2 separate regions of the Capsicum annuum genome follow, and region 2 is linked to region 1. Evidence: chromatin contacts called from public Hi-C data. All regions are on one chromosome and are shown on one strand. The core of a region is the stretch at or near the end of the contact, and the rest is flanking DNA. Distances in the headings are between cores, read along the strand shown.

What was found. A called contact is a pair of places that touch in the nucleus more often than the background predicts.
Region 2: a Hi-C map of bud shows a contact between it and region 1, with 2.3 times the contacts expected there. The contact joins the promoter of LOC107845727 here to the enhancer-like site in region 1. A contact is called at or near these places in 3 of 5 Hi-C or Micro-C datasets (bud, leaf and placenta).

The regions. Positions count from the first base shown.
Region 1 is chr10:122,495,533-122,500,648 of UCD10Xv1.1, reverse strand. No RefSeq gene overlaps it. Among protein-coding and RNA genes, the nearest start is that of LOC107845727, 36 kb to the left of the region's middle. Within about 2 kb of position 2,553, at least 5 of the 5 cell types and tissues checked have an H3K27ac peak or open chromatin away from gene starts, as enhancers often do. A contact at or near this core is called in bud and leaf, where this site is marked.
Region 2 is chr10:122,531,400-122,536,515 of UCD10Xv1.1, reverse strand. It overlaps LOC107845727 (HVA22-like protein k), which reads right to left and starts at 2,800. Exons shown (of 8, transcript XM_016690198.2): 1 at 2,538-2,800; 2 at 1,292-1,350; 3 at 1,053-1,150; 4 at 308-359; 5 at 130-193. The coding sequence starts at 2,549.

The DNA of each region.
Region 1 (5,116 bases), core at 1,304-3,803:
TCAACTTTGTTATAAATAATACTTTTGAAAAAAATGTTAAGAGAGTATTAAATTAAGAGTACTTTGCTAATTTCGGAAAGTTAATTTTCAAAACAAATTAGTTTCTTTAGTCTAAAGAAAATTACTTTAATCCAAATAGACTACTAGTCATATGAACAAGATAAATATCACTTCGGTTTAAAATACCTAATTTTAGAAGTCTTGTTTTAAGGAAAAAAGCCGAAGAAATCAATTTAACCCATTTTAACAAGATAAACTAGGCGAGAAAAACTATAGATTAAGTAAAAGAAAATAAAATAACAACGCCTTAGAGGATTTATCTAGATTAATTAATTAAAATTTTAGTTAATACAAATAAACATGGATAAATTATAAGGTACAAAGAATGAAGACAGGAATTGAAGTTGGGCTCCCTCTTCGGCCCATCAATAAGCTGCCCAGCTTTTGGGCCTCATCCTCATGGACTTGGGTCCATTTTCTGTAGTGTATACCACATGTATACCAGCCCTTTTTTCTGTGTTTTCCTGTATATATCCACGTATACACTGTATATCAGTGAATAAATCAACATATATTCTCTCTATTTGTTACTATACACCGTATGTGCAACTACTGCTTTCAGTGTATATCCATTGTATATCACCGCAGATCAGTCTCGTTATGGGACTTCAGCATGGGGTTTTGACTCGAGATAGCATAGGCCTCTTTGGCTCATCAGAATATGCGAGAAAAATGGACTCCAATGGACTCAGATTCATGTCACATGCATCAAATAAAAGATAAAAATTAGCACGTAACTTAAGCTATATTTATAGTGAAACATAACTTGATAAATAAAAATCAATCTAAAGAACTTCTAAGCATGAGAAAATGAACTTCTTATAGTATGAACCAAACAAAACACATATCTTATATTTATTCCAAACCAATGTAAAGTGAGAAGAAAGTTTTCTTGAGGAAAAGTGACTAATTAATTGACTAATAGTATTAACTTTCATTGTTACGTACACTATGTAAAAGAAAACAAGCAAGAAATCTTAGAGACGGGTGAGGATTTCGATAGCTTTTCTACGATAAATTAATCATCTTAATTGGTGGATCTTTAGTATAGATATTATCCAACGTACATGAAATAATAGATTTAAATTTTCAAAAAAATGATATCGTGGAACTTTAGAATACGCAATACTTGAGGGTGAGGGTTTTACTAGTATAAATGCATGATGGACAGTGCAATAAGTAACTCTTTACATAGTCCAATCACTTATGAAGCCTTATGAAGTTCCAAGAAAGTTTTTATAATAAATATTAATGGATTATCAAATACAAATAGTAACTATTACACTTTTTATAACATTTCATAGTATATTAATATTGAGGGCAAATGTTGATTACTACTTCCAAATTCGAATAAAATTTTTTAGTGTATATATAGAGACAAACCAAAATAACTTTTATAAACATGATTTAAGTTTTTAATTGCAGCTATGCCATAACAGGTTTTAGGGAAAACAAGACAACCCAATTTCACTATAAAGAAACGGAAGATATTCAACTACTAGTGTACTTATAAGTTTATCAAACATAGTAAAAATTAAACTGCAAACTCTATAAATTACTATAAAGATGAATCAAGACAAAACCAAACGTTGAACTAGCAATCCGATAGTGAACAATAAACGAACCATTATTGAAATATAAGTTTCCGAAATCATGTATGGTGGATTCTTATCCCTTTTCTGTAACAAATACAGAATCCAAAGATCAGATCATACAAACTATTTTCTATCTTAAATCAGAGAAGAAATACTCGATAATGCTAAAGCAATAAGGAAAATTGAAATATCAACAACACTTCATCGTACGACTTTTAAAGTTTTAAACTTTAACAACTACACATCGACAATCAATCAACATCTAGGAAACACCACTGCTAATCTAATCATCAATGAGTTTCAAATTTTCTTGTCAAAAACGGAGAAAAGTTTTCACCTTTTTTGGAGCAACGAACTAGGACAACAAGCTTTAATCAAACAAACGTTCACCACCAGAGTTTCAATTAACCTCACCAGAGTTCAATGTTTTTGCCGAAATATGATTTTTGGAGTGTATTCGTCGCGAATTCTTCAGTTACATGGGATTAGAGGAATGTTCCTCCCGAATCCCTAATTTTCTCCCAAAGAATCCTCCCCTTTTCTTCTTTTCCTCCATGTCTATTTATAGGGAAATATATTGGTTTCAATTCAAAACATAGCCGTTGAAAAGAAGAAGAAATAAATCGGTAAAGAGAAAATATATCCTCCAAAATTTAGATTTGAACTGACAAGTTCTGATTCGGATTAGATTTTGGGGGTGAGAGACACATAATCTTGAACAAAAGTCAACAATAATGAATTTAGGTCTGAGAATTTCAGAGAAAAGATGGAGAGAGATTTCTGTGGTTTAAGGGTTCGTTTGGTTGAATTTGTCAGTGTTCGCGGTTTGCTTGGATTGTTGGTGTGTTGCATTGATATTGTGTTGTTGTTGTTTGTATGAGTGATAAGGTGGGACGGGTCGGTGTTGGTTGGGCTGGTGACTATAATGGAATAAGGGCGTTGGGCTGTTGAAATGTGGGCCTGCGCAGGTGTTGGGTTTTGGGGTTATTTAAAAAATAACCCCAATTAGATTAGGATTTAGCCATCTCATTTAATTTTTTATCAAATTAAAATTAATTAGCCAATTGCATTGTAATTGTGGTCAATTTAATATCAATTATGATCAAATTTAATAAATTGGCTAAATTAAATTATAATTCCATATGAATTAATATCCAATTCAATTTCGAGTTTCTTGATTTGATAAAATCAAATATACATTTTTCAAATAATTATTTTTTGAGAATAAATTATATTTAAATCAAGATTTTTTTCATTTGAATTAATTTTCAAGATAACTTTTGATTAAAATTTAATTTTTTGTAAAATAATTATTTAAGCAATAAAATTATACTATCTCGTATATATGGATACACAAATATATAATTGCTACTCATAGTGACAAAATTACGTAGATAGATATTTTGAAATTTTTTTGTCCAGATAAAATAAATATTGTAATTTTATTTAAAATCAAAGAAACTCAAAATTAAACTTAGTCATGGAGGGTAAAAATTAGGTGTCAACAACTGTCCCCTCCCTTTGGGTAAAGTGATTGCAAGTAATCCTAGACAAAAGAGAGTTTGACGTTCATAATTTTTTCTGACCACAAATTTATTTTCGAAAGAGCTTGATTTTCACACAAGTTTCATGGAGTTATGACTGAATTTCGATATCGGATTTCCTACATATCTCAGAGTACATGAGAATTCAGGCCACTTGTAGTTCATAATACTTGTAAGCATGATTTTTAAAGAAATCACAAGCTTTTTCGATTTCGATTTTTGGTGAAACCAAAAGGCTGAGGAATGAGAGGATTAGGGAGAGGTTGGAATGCAGTCAAGTTTTCAACAAAGAGTCCAACCTACATATCCCTGAGATTTAGAAAATCAGACTGCTTATAGTTTGACTCAATCGGTAGAAAAGATTGTTTTTATTGTAGACGATCTCTGACTCGGGATGAGTGATAAGTTATTTGAACTTATGGAAAAAAAGGCTTGTAATCTCTTAACCATGAATGTGGGATCCTTCATATCGATAGGAAAAAATTTTACCTGGACATAATTTTCAAAACTCCGAGTGAGTTATCATCTGAATTCCAAAGGAGAGAAAAGTTACCTCTGGTGCGAGTTTAGAAATGTCTTGAAGTTGAAACTGAAACCAAAAACGTCCTAAAATACCCACATACCTTCTGATAGGGGTGTGGATTGATGGTGGTGGAAGTCTCTTTTCAGTTCGCATCCAAAGAGTTCGATATTGCTCTTCAGACTAGCATGACATGAACATAATCGGGTACAAACCTATTTGGACATACAATGTTAAGATAGTTGATGAATCAATTGCACAACCTGTTTTAAAATATCATGACACTTTGAATAGGGTGACAACCTAACTTGTACCAGTAAAAAATAGATGATTTATCTTAAATATTTTATGCCACTTTGTACGGGGTGACAACCCAACGTGTACTAGTAAAAGGCGAATGACTTATCTTGAGTACTTTGTGCCACTTTGACTAGGGTGACAGTCTAGCATATCTCATTGAAAGGCGAACGACCTATGTTGAATGTACTATTTCACTATGAACGGAGTGACAACCCAACGTGTCTCATTAAAGGGCTAACAACCTATCTTAAATGTAACATGTCAATTTGAATGGGGTAACGACCCAACGTGTCTCATTGAAAGACAGAAGACCTATTTTTTTGAATCGTGCCATTTTGAACGGGATGATAACCCAACGCATCACATTGAAAGGTGAATGGACTATCTTGAATGTATCATGTCACTTTGAATGTGATGACAACCCAACCTATCTTATTGAAAGTCAGATGATCTATCTTGAATATTTTGTGCCACTTTGAATGGGATGACGTCCCAATGCCTACTAATCACCTACACTAAACTCATTAGTAGAAAATACAATGTAAGGGCAATTATGCATACCTTATTTTAATATACCATACCAAAGGATATGTCAATCTATAATATAGTAACATATCATGTAGAGGAGGTGACAATCCATATAATAACATGTCACTCTAAAGGAGGTGATAGTTTATAACATAATAACATGCGAAGGAGATGGCGGTCCATATCATTACAATATGTCATGTTGAAGGAGGTGATGGTCCATAGCATAGTAATATGTCACTCTAAAGGAGGTGATGGTCCATAACATAATAACATATCACGCTGAAGGAGGTGATGGTCCTTAACATAGTAATATGTCACTCTAGAGGAGGTGACGGTCCATAACATAATAACATATCACGCTAAAGGAGGTGATGGTCCATAGCATAATACTATGTCACTTTAAGGGAGGTGATGATCTATAATATAATAGTGTATCATTCTGAAGGAGGTACCCATCCATAACATAATGATATGGCATCTCAAATAAAGTGATGGTCCAGTGCATCCTCTTAGAGGGTGAAAACTCCAAAAATAATAAGATGTGTCCTTTTAAAAGAGGAATGACC
Region 2 (5,116 bases), core at 1,551-4,050, 36 kb before region 1:
GGAACGAAGTATAATTATGTACAACCCCTTACACGGGAGAATTAAGAAAACAGAATTACTAACAAACAAGGACGACCAATATATAACAACAGGGGAAAGGCAAAGAAAAGAGAATCTGGTTTAGCTTACATCAGTAGTAGGGAGCTGAAGCCAAACAAGAAATGCAAACTTCATGTGGTAATACAGTGGAAACCTGATATAATTGGAAGGGGGGAAACATCAGCAGGACTAAACTAGCAGTAACATTAAAAATAGTTTAGAAGCAAGATGAGTTAAGCTAGGAGCCAAGTTAAGCTAGGAGCCATACCAGTGGAGAAACTTATCAGTGCACAACTCAACAACACTGAAAGACCCATAAGCTGCAAGCAAAAGAAACTTCTTTCAATTCTAAGAAGAATGTCCAAGAAAACGCAACAAAATTATTTGGTAACCCAAGGGTACATGAATAAAAACTATCAAAGAGTTAGACTGAACATTATAATATGAACTTACAATCTGAGCAGGAATGCTATTCTGATCTACATAGAAGTGAATTCCCAATAAATGCCCACAGAAAGCATATACACGTGCCATGTATTAAAATACTATAGTCTCTCAACTTAATGGAAAATTCAAATATCTCTTGTTCGTCAGCACATTGCAATCAATATCATTATCGTTTTTTAGGTTGTTTGTAGGTAAAATTTAATAGTTGCTTTAAAATTGTAACAGCAATTAGTAATTATTCGTGACTTGCAATACAAAATTCTAATGTTCTAGAACATTAAGATGCCACAATATGTCTTCTCAATAGCCCCTCTAGAAAACATATAAACAGCTCTGCATTGAATCGATGCGACAGTTTTTTCACCCTGAACCTAAATTCAACAACTTCAGTACTAGAAGTAATATGTTGGTTGATAAGGGGATACATAAAAAATAATTTATTTTTTTAAAAAAAAAAAAAAGATAAGAGTCAGCTGCTTACAAAATAGTGAATAGCATACTAAGAGATTTATACTCAATGAAGAAAAGAAATTGGACGACGAAGAAAAATAAACAATAGTACAAACCTGCCCAATATAGTAGCCACTTTTTCTGCTCATTTTCATCTCTTCCCTCAATTGCCTTAAATGTGGAATAAACAGGTAAAACAACCCCCACAGAACAACTGCAGCTAACAACGAATCATCAATTACAGAAGCAATCTTCTCCTATCTTTATAAATCATATTTTAAAAGAAAACAAGTTCTCATAAAATAGTAAATAATAGTTCCAGTGATAAAAGTAAAATAGCAACTCAGTGACTTACCATGCTGTCCGCACAACAATATTAGAAACCAATGGAGAAAAGAGTAGCCTCAATCCAACCTGCATTGAATGGAATACAAATTCAAATGATTGATACATTCTAAGATAACGGAGAAAAAGTATACAAAAAAAAAAAACTTCAATTTTTCTTTTGCTGAAACAGTAAGAGCAGTAATAGCTAATAAGTGGCAAGACGCAGAAATTTCGATAGTAAGGGACAATTAAGGCACATATATGCTTTTCAAAGCCAGATTGAAGGCACATATGTGCTTTCAAAGCCAGATTACCACAAGCATTTGAGTGTAGATTCCACTCAAATAATCCATCCTTGACTTATAGAACTAATTCACAATTCAATCAGCAAAGTGCAAACAGATGCCAAAGATCAAAATGCAAGTACAAATTATCACCAACAGTTTACACAGAAAAATGATGTAAAAATGATTTAAGAATTCAAAGTCAACTATGTTCCCTTAAGCATATTATAAAAAATAATCCCGAAATGAACAAATAATAAAATAAAATCCTTCCTAGCTCATGCTGACCTATCCAACATTTTGATCCAAAATAATCTCTAAATGAACAAATAATAGACAAAACACTAGTTCTTTGTGATTTAACAGAACTGCCGTCTTAGTTCGGAAATTGAAGACAGTATTTCATAAAACTAAGCAAGAGTTTCTCTCTTTGTTTTGTTTTTTGGAAAATGTTCTGCACCGTGTTTATTGATGAAGGAATTGTCAATGCATAATGCATGCATGAGTTTGGTAAAACATAGAGTCCAAAGTAAAAATAGTCTAAATATGATGAATCCTGTAGGATAATTCGAGATTGAGGAATTAGGTGATTGATTGATTTATTCCGGCACTTCATTCATGATTTAAAACCAGTTCACTACTAAAACTGCTTTTCGTCGTCTTAACAGAATCTTTCTTTCACCACTTTTTACGAGTTTATCAATATCAAAGCATCCACTCTCAAATTCAAAAATCAACACTTTAATTCAAAATAAGTCGAATTTGGCTGTATGAATCTATTCCATTCTAACCAGGCACAAATCCATTCATCCTAACATAGTGAAACTATTTTTCCCCATGACCCTCCTAAACTTTTCCACAATAAATAAAAAGAAGAAAACATCAACCGTAATTAAAGATCACAAATCAATAAAAATATACATGTCAATGCATTAGTCAGAAACTCGACGAGTAATAAGAAGAATCGTATTTAAAGGGTAAGAAAAACACCTCGGGATCCATGAAGATAATAGAAGTGAATCTTTGTAGTTGGAAAGAATTCGATGAATGCTGCACAGTTATCACTTGCTCAGTAAAGGAATTGGGGAAAAGTAAAGGAGGTTTTTGCGGTCGCCGTTCCAATTAGTATCAATTAGGCGCGTTCAAAACAAATAGCAACTGATAACTCAACTACAAAATTAATTTATTGATCTATTAATAAGGAGTTATTGAATTACGTAGGGGGGATCATGAACTTGTTAGGTTGTTTGTTTGCAAATAAGTTATATCAAAATTAGTTATATTGGAATAAATTATGTTGGAATTAATTGTTCTAGTATCATTTTTTAGTGGTTGTTCGATTTATGGTATTATACTTAATCTATATTTTTTTTAACTCAAAAATTAAAATTTTATTATATTTTTATTTTTATTTCTGCTTATATTAAGTATCTTTTGTAAATTCAAAAATTAAATTTTTATTTATTATTTTATTCACTACTTAGCTCATAAAATAATAAGTTACTTCTTGTGACATTTAATTATAAGTACACTCAGTCTACCTAAAACATAAATGAAATTTGAAATTTATATCTATATCTTCTATATATATTATAATATAAAGCAGAGAACGAAGCACAAGAGAAAGTCATGTGACAAGCTATTGTTAAGCCACGTGACAATTTTTAGGACAAAACTATTAAGTGTTGTAATAAAAAATTTGTAATAAAGAATATTAAAAATTTGAATTTGAAAATAAAAGAGGAAAAAAAAAGAGTCCTAACGAAGCTCTAAAATTGAATTTGAAATATATTATTCTTCTTTAAAAAAAATATTATCCTTCTTTTAAAAAAAATTATTATATTAAAAATAAAAACTCATGCTTAAAGAGTTCTAATAGACTTTTACTATTTCAAACTTATCTTTTTTAAACTTTAAATTCTATAAATTATAAAAAAAAATATTTAAATATAACTTAATTACATATTAATGAAAGATAAAATGTTATTAAAATAATAATAATAATTAGTAGTATAGTGGTAGGAGCAGTTGTGTTAGTACGTAGTATGTAGAAGTATAATAATAATAATAATAATTATATTATAAATTAAAGATGGGCTCCAGGCCCTTTTATTTAAAAAGTCCAAAAATTCAAATCTATTATTAAATCGAGTAAGGTGACCAATTCAAAAGATAAAAAGAAAAATAAACAATTAAATTAAATTAGAAAGAGGAAATAATAATAATAATAATAATAATAATAATAATTAAAACACTATTAAAAACACTATTCAAAACACGTTAAAACGTTGTAGAAGCACTATTAAGAATTTTTAAAACAAATAATTAAATATAAGAACAGGTTTGAGCAAGAGTCTTTTTTAAAAAAAAAAAAAGTCAATTAAATGAATTTGAGTTCCTAAGAAAATGCTAACTATGTATTTTTCAAGTTTGAATGTAACTTCTCAGATGATTTTCTATTTTAAAAATTTTGAAATTCTAAACTATTAGATAATGATAAGTCATAATTTTATCTTTTCTAACAAATTGATAAGTGATATATTTAAATTTTGAATTTGACTGAAATTTTGGTTGACATAAATATCCATATCTATAACCTCCTATATAGTATCCCCTTCAATACATATAGTATCATTTAAGCTTTCTTCGTTTCTTCTTCTTTTTTTATCGGATACAATTATTTTCATAGTTAGATTGTATTTATTTCGAAAAAATTTATATGATCATTTTATTCACAAGATTATTTTCATTATTGTTGATAAAATTATCTTTGAATAACTATCAAAGTATGCTGATGTTTAACTTAGTTTTTAAATTTTTTTATTGTTATTTATGATTAACATTATATCTAATTTTTGTCAGAGATATATCTACCATGGTTAAAAAGATTACAGGTAATGCCCATCATATTTGTTTGATTAATTATCAAAATATATTGTTCATGGTTAATTTAGTTTTGAATTAATTTATTATTATTTATGATTAACATTTTATTTTTTGAAACAAATCTACCTACCATGTATTAAAAAAAATTATAGGTAATATTCATCAGATTTATCTAGATAGATTAGAAAAGAATGTTCTCATACTTGACTTAATATTATTGTAACTTTACTGTTTTTGTGATTAACAGTATATTTATCTTTTGTCAAAAATGTATCCATCCAAGGAAGCTGAAAGTTTCATAAATCTTATGCATGTAAATCTCTCCAAAATGCAAAATGAATATTTGAGAAATCAGCAAGTAGAATTGAGATTGAAATATACAGAGAAAATTTATCAGACTATTTGTGTAAAGAATGAATGCAAATATTTTTATGTGTTCAAATATAATATATTTCTCTATCACATTTACATATCCACTCTATTTTAAATAGGTTATAAAAAAGATTTATATGCATTTAAATATTGCAATTGATTTATTCTTTCCATGAGTTTACTTGCAAATTTATATTTATATATAAAAAATAATTACTAATTTTATTTATCGTGTACATTTTTTAAAATCACACAACTAAAATCTCGATAAACAACAAGTCACATGAGCATTATAATATAAAAATTAATTA